2 separate regions of the Anser cygnoides genome follow, and region 2 is linked to region 1. The links are chromatin contacts, called in public Hi-C maps. All regions are on one chromosome and are shown on one strand. The core of a region is the stretch at or near the end of the contact, and the rest is flanking DNA. Distances in the headings are between cores, read along the strand shown.

Region 1 (4,249 bases), core at 466-2,965:
AGCCCTGTAGAAGGGCAGCACAACTGCAACAAAAATGGGCTTGGCAGCTTTGCATAAAGCCCTCTAAGACCCACGAGGCTCGTGACAGCGATCAAGTTTAAAACAGCAGTTAACAGCTACTAGCAGATCACTTTTTGCGTTAAGAACAGAACGTTTCTCCCTACACATGGATTTTTTTTCCAGGATGAAAATTTCAGTCATTGTTTTCTTTCAGGCAGCTACTTAGTATTTCTGTATCAGGCTGCAAATACAGCTCTTTATAAATCCAACTTACAGAGGTTCCACAAAAGTAGATTTAATTGCTATCATCTATTTTCTTCTGAAGCACAAGTTCAAATTTGGAGTACCAGAGAACTGGGGGGATGGTGTACAAGTGATCGAATCGACATTCCCTAAACAAGCAGTAAGATTTTCAAGACATCTGATGTTATTTTTTATTAACATTAGGTAACTTGAAAGTTCAAAACTACGGACTACAAAAGTCAGAAGCAGTTGGTGCCAAGCCAAGCCTTTTATGAGGGAGGACTGTTGAGTGCTGTCAGGGGGATACCTCTCCCAGAGGCATGCCAGTAAACAAGATTTGCCAGGCAGCGCGAGCTTGTCCTAGATCCTGACACACAGAAATTTTCAAGGATGAATTTGACAGCAGCACATCGGAGCAAGGACATTACCAGAGGATATCATGTGTGTAAATAAATTATAAAAAAAAAAGTTATAATAAATGTAAGAAGTCTTTGTTCCAGAGAGTTTAGTTTGATCGGGAAAAGTGAACTTAGGAGGCCAAAGGGGAGGAAGCTCAGCCCACACTCCTCTGGGGCTGCAAAGAGCAATGTTCCCTGCTCTGCAGCAGCCAGGGAGTTGGCGTGCTGTACCCCTTGCCCTCTGCTGTCCTCCAGCAACCTCAGCCTGTGTGGTGTCAGCTAAACAAACAGCTTTTCAGAGGACCAGGTGTTTTCCTGGAAGCTTTCTTTGTGCCAGAAAAGAAGCAAGCATTGTCCTTCACTTGCTACAAGTGATTTATAATTTAATGAGAATGGCACTTGGAGGAGTCAGTCCTAAATTAGTGCAGAAACCTGGTTATCCCGAAGAGAAACACAAGCCTTTCATCTTTAACCTGCGCGTTTGCAGTCGGCGTGACATCTGCCTCATGGCTTTCTCAAGGACCCCCCTGCGAGGCATTCAGGGCTGAAACCTAGCGGCAGGGGTTCGGCTCTGACACCTGCTTGTCCCGTGGCTTCTCTTACAGAAGTCGTCGGTGCGGATCACGGCTGCTGCTCTCACCGAGACGCCTATATACGTACACGGTCCCTAAAGCTGGGCCCGCTCTGCTTCCCCGGGGGGTGACAGGCCAAGGTCGGCGCCCCCCCGGCTCACACCGCCGACCCCCAGCCTGCGGGGCGGAGGTCCCTAAAAGCGGCGCAGCCCCAGCCCCAGCCCCAGCCCCAGCCCCGTCCCCGCTCCCCCCGCTCCCAAGGTGACCCCTCGGGCCGTTACCCGCCGGGTGGTTGTAGAAGGGCCGCAGGCGCGGCGGCAGCACCAGCTCGATGCGGTCGAGCAGGCGGTGGTACGAGGCGCGCAGCCCCGCCGCGGCGGCCGCCATTTTGTGCACGGCGGGGGCCCGCCGCTCGCTCCGCTCCCGTTGCGCCGCTCGAGCCGCTCGGTACAGCACGCCGGGTCGGCCGCCGCCCCGCCCACCGCCGGCCACGACCGCGCTGATTGGTGGAGCCATAGGGGGGCGGAGGGAGGGGCCCGGCGCGATTGGCTGCGGCCGCCCCGCCCGCCTCGCGCTGCCGGGAGGAGTCGTCCCGGCCTTCCGCGGGAAGGGCGAGAGCGCCGGCCCGCTCCCGCCTCAAAGATGGCGGCCCGCCAAGATGGCGGGAGCCCAACCCCAAGATGGCCGCCCGCTGCGCGGCTTCACCCCGCTCGTCACTTCCCGGGCGGGGCAGCGCTCCCTGGGGGCGTAGCTTCACCGGCGGGGGCGTGGCTTCCCACGGGGGGCGTGGCTCGGAGCGGCGGCCGGCCCCGCCCCTCTCTCTCTCTCCCTCTCCCCTCTCTCCGTCTGTCTCTCCCTCTCCCTCTCGGAGCCGCGGGGCGGGGAGGGGCGGGGGGGGCCGAGGGCCGGCCGGTTTCCATGGTGATCGCGCGGGGCGGCCGGCGGCAGCGGAGCGCCCGGCAGCCCCCCCCCGGCGGGGGCCATGTCCCGCGGCCGCTGCCCCCACCTGCTGTGGGACGTGAGGAAGCGGAGCCTGGGGCTGGAGGAGCCCGGCCTGCTGCGGAGGCACTACCTGGGTAAGGGGGGGGGGCGGGTAGAGGGGGGGGGGGGCGGCCGTTGGAACCGTTGGAACCGTCGGTGGGGGGCAGCGAGCCCCCCGAGATGGCGGCGGGGACGCGGGAGGGCGCCCCGGGAGGGTTCCCCCTGCGGGAGCGCCCCGTGCCCGGGAGGGACCTGACCCGAGGGCGGCGGGAGCCGCGCTGTGGGGTCAGCCCGCCGCCCGCAGCCCTCCTCCGGCAAAATGGCGTTGGTGGCCCTCGCGCACCGGGCGCCGGGCCGGGCGTTGTGCCGCCTGGCGGGCGGGTCCCTGCCCGGCCGGGCTCCGGCTGGCGGGGCTCCCCCGGACCTCCGCCTCTGGGACCTGGCTGAAGTCAGGCAGGTGGCACCGCCTGTCGGGCCTCGCTCAGCTCCTCGGAGCTGGAAGGCAAGTTGCTACCTGTTGCACCGGCTCAGCCGCCACAACAAATGGAAGCCGAGCGTTTTGTTTGCTCTCAGCAGTAGCATCAGGACACCTGGCCGTCATCCGTGCTTTTTTTCCCCTTTTTTGGGGGGGGTAAACTTGTCAAAACCCTCATGAGCACCAGTACAAAATAAAGCAGGTTATACGTCTGTATGCTCTTTTGCAGCCAGCAAGGCAAAAGAGAGCTCTCACAGCAAGTACACCACTAACAACGCACTTCAGAGTGTGTTGGCAGATGTGTGCCACACATCTGATACCTCTATGCTGACCCATCCACCTGGGTAATGTTCTTATACTAAAATATAACATACAGGGAATGCCGGAGGTGCCCGGGTATTGGACAAATGCACCTAAGAACTCACTGCCGTTTCTTATTTGCTCTGTGTTTGAGTTTCATGTGGACTGGCAATCAGGTGGCACTCTATTTATAGCCTCTTCTAGCCTTCAAAAACAGCTGCTCCGAGAGCGATCTGCACATCGTGTCGTACCTTCCAGGCAGATAGCTCACTCCGGGAATTTATGTCCTTGCAAAACTCTGTCTGGTTTTGCAAGATCTCTAAATAACTGCCCTGAAACCTTGTCAGTTCAGGACAAAGTTCCAAAGGAAAGTCTAGTGCAGATTGGGCACTAAGTGCATGCCTGGGACGTGTCCTTTGGATCGTTATCATTCCTTAAGAGCGATTTCCCCATGTGGTGACAGAAGGAAAAAGTGGGTCTTATCAGTGTATCTGTGTTAGCTATGTTTTCCTCAGCATTTGTGGGCTAATTAGTCTCGATTTCAGACAGTGCTTGTATTTGAAGTCTCCAGAGAAAGCCAAGCTGCTCTAGGAGGCTGTCAGTAGCACTCTGCTTTCATTCACTTGGGGCAGTGGCTTAGCCTAATGCTAGTGGGAAGAATCCTGCTGCTGGGCCGTGGGTGGAAGCTGAGCTTCCTGCTACTTCCAGTTGAACATCATAGTGCTTTTATGGTGAAAAACATTGGCAGCAAACCTTAGTATCCAACTTAAATTCTGCCTTGAAACTGGCAAATGAATTTAGGAGGGCAAATGTAATTACTCAGAGACGGGCTAGTTTCCCCAGAATCCCAAAATCTTTGCTGCAGTTTTTTTGTCATTGTGCAATGTTTCCGTGACTAATGAACACATCGGTTCTGATAGAAGGCGAAGGGTTTGGTGTTGCCAAAATGAGGACCCACGTACAAATGAACTATGGTAATAATTTATCTAGAGGGGTAGCAGCCTGGGTTTATTGCAAGAAGGAAGTGGATCCATAATTCCTTTGAAGTATTTAATGTGACAGCTTTATTTGCTTTTCTGTGAAGGGTCGTGCTGCTAAGGATGGCTCCGTGTAGCTGTGAAGAAGACTGAAGGCTTTTTTTTTTTTTTTTAAATTAACTGGCATAGTAGGTTATCCACAGAAACTCCATTAGTCTAAAATAGTTTGCAGAGAGTAATCAAGTCCAAGGTTTTCAGAATGATTGTCAGGAATTGTGCTTGGTACAATAAAAGTGAGTTTCA
Region 2 (4,560 bases), core at 1,614-4,113, 150 kb after region 1:
GAACCACTCTTGGATTTATATGATTTTCCTACTCCAATATTGTTTGATTATAGCATGGTGATGTCTCATACTGTTTCAAAAAGCTGCATTTGTCAAGCTCTCAGTTACAGAGCTGGAAAAGCTGGCGACACATTGCATGCAGGCTGATTGAAATCTGATGGAGTGAGTGGGTACTTTGGCAGTCAAGTCACTGCCAAAAAAATGATCAGAGCTAAGACAGCTTTGATACTCTTCCAGGAAATCCTGACATGGAAAGGAGAACTGTACCAGGAATGACAATGCTGGGAACGTAAAGCCAAAGGACATGCACGGTTTTGGCAACAGCAACGGCACACCAGACCTCAAGCTGAGCAGATGTGTAATATAAATATATAAAAGAAATTACCATATCATCCTTGTTACTGCACTGCTATTATGAATGCATCCTGCACAGATGTTCCAGATTGCCTGAGAAGATCCCATCTAATTGCTCCAGATGTGTGTGCCCTAAACTTATAGCATGAACTAATGTAACACCATTGTTTTCACATAAAATTTTTATCTGCCTTATGGGAAGAAGTATTTATCCAAAAGTAAATCTTCAGCCTCTGACAGAAAAAGTACCCAAGTGCTTCTTGACCCAAAACAATTCCCTCTTCTAAATATCTTAGAGGATCTGCAGCAGCAAGGGCTCTACAGTCTAGCCTGCCCAAGTCCCGTGTAGACTGGCCAGCAAACTGACCCACACATGGAAGCGTATAGGCAAAGAGATTCATGCCTGCATTTACTTTCCCAGCACATCCTATACAGGTACCTGAAAGCAGTTTAGTTTTCTTTGATGGAGAAAACTGTATTTATTTTGCAAGTGTGAATGTAACCATTGGCAAAGTATTCTCATCATGGAAAGTGATGAGAAATTCACTATATAGCGAGTTTTATTATGATAATGACGAGGATTGCATCTTATGATGATGAAACTTACTGCAAACTTTTTTCAGCAAAGCTTATGACTTTTATCTTCTCAATGCAGTGATAGGGATGATACCAGGATCAATTATGCTTCACAGATCCTTTCTTGTAAAATAATAAAAAACAGTATTTAAATACATTATTTTTAGAGGGCTTTCTGAGCATTAGCTGACTAAAATTCAGATGACCCTCTTTTGAAGTTTGTGTCACCTTCCGGAAGGGTATGGTAGTAAATACTTTTAGTCATTTTGTCTAGACAAACCAGCATGAGAGTCTTTACAAAAGTATTCACAAGTATTTCCCACTCCTGTTATTTGTGGCCGTTTTTGCAGCTAGTCAAATGTGGGAGTTTTAATTCCCACAGCATTTACTAAAACTTATGTAAATACATATTTGTTTGAGTGTTCACCCTAGTGGTATTCAAGCAGTTATGCTGATAATACTTTGTGGATTTTTGGAAAACAGAAATAACAGCTTGTAATTGCTCCTTTGACCAGCTGAAGCGCAGGATGTGGCCTCCCTATTTTTAGCATCTGCTGGTACACCCATCTGGATTAAGAAAACATCCTGGAAGTGTTAATGTAGGTGATTAAGCTGCAAAATTTAAGTCTGGAAAACTACTTCACACTTCAAAGCTTTATAATTTTTGTGGAAGAAGTAAGCAGAATTTCATGCCAGTGACCTGTTTTTCAGAAGGCTAGAAAAAGTTACACCTTTGAATATCCTAACTATTAGTGTTTACACTAAAATGATCTCAATTTAATACATTTTGCAAGTGTCCTGGATGCTGAGTGACGTCACGATGAACTAATAAGAGGACAGAATTAGAAAGCAGAGAATATCTTCTTTTTCTTCTAAAGTGACAGTCCAATGAAAGAAAATGCTTGAGAGAGAAATTTAAATTTTCCTATGTAATTCATATACATATGTACATAGCTTTAGTTTCAGCCCTGGCAAAATTTATCTCCTTGTAACAAATCCACATGCTGATCGGTCTGTATTTTTCATGACTGAATGGCAACAATGTCCTGGTCATCTGGAGACCAAAGTGGTCCAGGAGGTAAAGACGCAAGGACAGAATACGATGAAAAGTGTTTGTCTTTTATTCCCTTCCATCCCCTTTTTCCATGTATTATGTTTTGCCATTCTCTCTATTCAGCACATAGGAGTTTGGATGTATTAGTGAATGTGGAACCCCATGGAAACACATAACATTTATTCCAAGGGACCCAATTAGCGCCATGGAAGCAGGAGTTATTTCTACCACAAGAAGAAACAGGACTGCAGAAGAATTTTCTAAAAAGGCAGGAATCTGAGCTGCTATTTTAGATGTGATAGGTAAATGTGATATTTGGATGCTCTATTATTTCTGTTATCTTAAGGCAACATCTCCCTCCGGAGTGCTGCTAGGACACGGTCTCCTCTGTTATCTATCTTTGAGAAGTCCTTCTAGGAACTATCATGTGCCCAATACAACTTTCCACGTATATTAGCCACATACTTAGAGGCTGCTCAGGTTTCCAAATTTCACCTTTTGCTGGTAGTTCTATTTTTTGTTCTTCAGGTGATCAGTACACAAGAACACAAGTTTAGCAAAACCTACCTAACAATTTCTCTGACATCTTGCAGCCAACGTAAAATTAACCCATTAATAGACATATTTAATAAAGGCAACTAAAAATATTTCGAGAAGTTTTCACGCCGTCAGTCAAAGGCCTCAGCAGAGGGACACAAGAAGGAGACTCAGGTCCAGGAAAAAACAACGCAGCGAAAGCCCAGACCATTAATTAGTTATTATACACAGTAAAACTTCGCGCAAAGAACCACAAGGTTTTGCGATGTATTTGCTATTTTAACCCATCACGCTCGGCAACACGGGCTGTCCCCGAGGCTTCCCATTCGATCCCTTACCGCCCCCCAGCCGCCATTTTGTGGCGGCCGCCGAGCACCTCCTCCGGCCCCGCCCCGCGCAGCGGCCCCGTGCTCGGGAGGGTGAGCCCGGGGGTCCGGGGGGGGAGCGGAGCCGGCGGGGGGCGGCTGATGGCGGCGGGGGGGGACCGTCCAGCAGCCGCCCCGCCGGGGAGCAGGGGGACATCGGGGCAGCCCGGCGTCTTTGCCTGTCCCGGCTGCGGGGTGGGAGGCAGCGTGGGGTGCTGGGTGCCGGGGCAGGAGCAGGAGGCAGCGTGGGTGACCCCCTCGGGGGGTAGAGGGGTGCCAGGAGTCGCCCCGGTGCTCCGGGGATCGTCAGACCGCGGCCCCCGGGGGCTGCTGCCCGCTGGGCGTGCTGCAGGCGGTGCCCCTCGCGGCTGGTAGCTGCCCCCCTTGGCGTGGCCGCACGTGTGAGCGCTGGCTGGGGTCCGCGGCTGGCCCTGCAGCACGGTTTTCCGTGTTTTTTTTTTTTTCCTTTCTGGAAAAAGTTTAATGGTACCCACATGTGGTAGCGCGGCGGTGGGAAACAGCAGGGCTGTGTGGCCTAAGAATAGCTGTGACCAAGTGTTTCTGCCAGAGCCCCCCCCCACACACCCCGTGCTGCGTAAGGGCTGCTTTACAGGCCTGCGCTCAGAAGCAGGGCTCAACTCTCAGTAAGTTTAAGCATAAACAGGTGTGTGACAGGGAAAATACTGATGTGGAATAACTCCTGTCTGAAGCAAGAAGTGGTGCGCTCTGTTGTGTTTTTCTTGCTTGTTCTAATAAGCCAATAAAACACGGCAGCACAGCATGCTGTGTAAATGGAGCCCAGTTCTGTGAGCAGTACTTACCGGGATTTAACTGTTGAAGGCTGTGCGTGAGCATGAGGCTGATAGGATGGATTTAGGTCTGGGATACAAAACGGGCAGTTTGGTCTTGGTTGGATTTGAGTTGCCGGCTTTGGGGGTGTCAGTGCAAAATCTCAATGCCTGCAGCATTGTCAGAGGTTGCTAGCAGTCGTGGGCTAACCTTCAGTCCTTTTGAGCATTCCCACTTCTTGCTGAGGGCTGTGGCTTGCTGCAGCGAGGAGTGTCCGGTGGTGATGAGCATTCCCTCTTGCTGTACTTCGGTGACTGTCAGTTACTGCTGAGGCACAGGAGCTGCTGATGAAACACTTTGCTAGGGAGTTGGTGTGGCAGTGAGGACGCATGCAGCTGTGTAGGAGAACTTCGCACTGTGCGTACACACCAGAACTAGAGTTTGTTTTGTGATAAGGATTCTGCGTAAATAAAAGCATAAGAGCGTTTACTTTGGGGAGTAAAGCTGTCATTTTCACTGCCAAATGAAAGCTGCAGCATGTTTTAACTCCTTGCGTGTTGGTTTCACAATCCTGCTCAGACAAGCCCAGGGTTAGCTGGGCTCAGCCAGCCCAGACAGAGCAAGCAAGCTGCAGTCCTGGAGGGCTTGGTGCTGGCTCTCTGTCAGGATGCTTAACTCAGCTTCTCAGGCTGGCTTTCACCTCTGCGTGGGGCTTTGAGCCACTCGGGATGAACTGCTGGTGCTGATCTAAAGTTAACGCAAGTATGTCTGTACGTACTATGGTGTTAGACTTACCGTTACTTGATTGTTGCCTTAACTTTCCTGAAAACTTGGCAGATGAGCCCTTTGTGAATTATCTTTTTTATTTTTTACATAATGATATAT

Evidence for each region. Hi-C and Micro-C count contacts between places; a contact is called where the count stands out from the background.
Region 2: a contact with region 1 is called in a Hi-C map of liver, with 9 times the contacts expected there. The contact joins the promoter of RIOX2 here to the promoter of MPC2 in region 1. A contact is called at or near these places in 2 of 7 Hi-C or Micro-C datasets (both in liver).

The regions. Positions count from the first base shown.
Region 1 is chr1:88,222,981-88,227,229 of Taihu_goose_T2T_genome, forward strand. MPC2 (mitochondrial pyruvate carrier 2) reads right to left here and starts at 1,716. Exons shown (of 5, transcript XM_048071581.2): 1 at 1,495-1,716. The coding sequence starts at 1,600. It overlaps DCAF6 (DDB1 and CUL4 associated factor 6), which reads left to right and starts at 2,026. Exons shown (of 21, transcript XM_048071578.2): 1 at 2,026-2,289. The coding sequence starts at 2,196.
Region 2 is chr1:88,372,892-88,377,451 of Taihu_goose_T2T_genome, forward strand. It overlaps RIOX2 (ribosomal oxygenase 2), which reads left to right and starts at 2,864. Exons shown (of 10, transcript XM_048071635.2): 1 at 2,864-2,940. GABRR3 (gamma-aminobutyric acid type A receptor subunit rho3) reads left to right here. Exons shown (of 13, transcript XM_067001913.1): 13 at 1-6.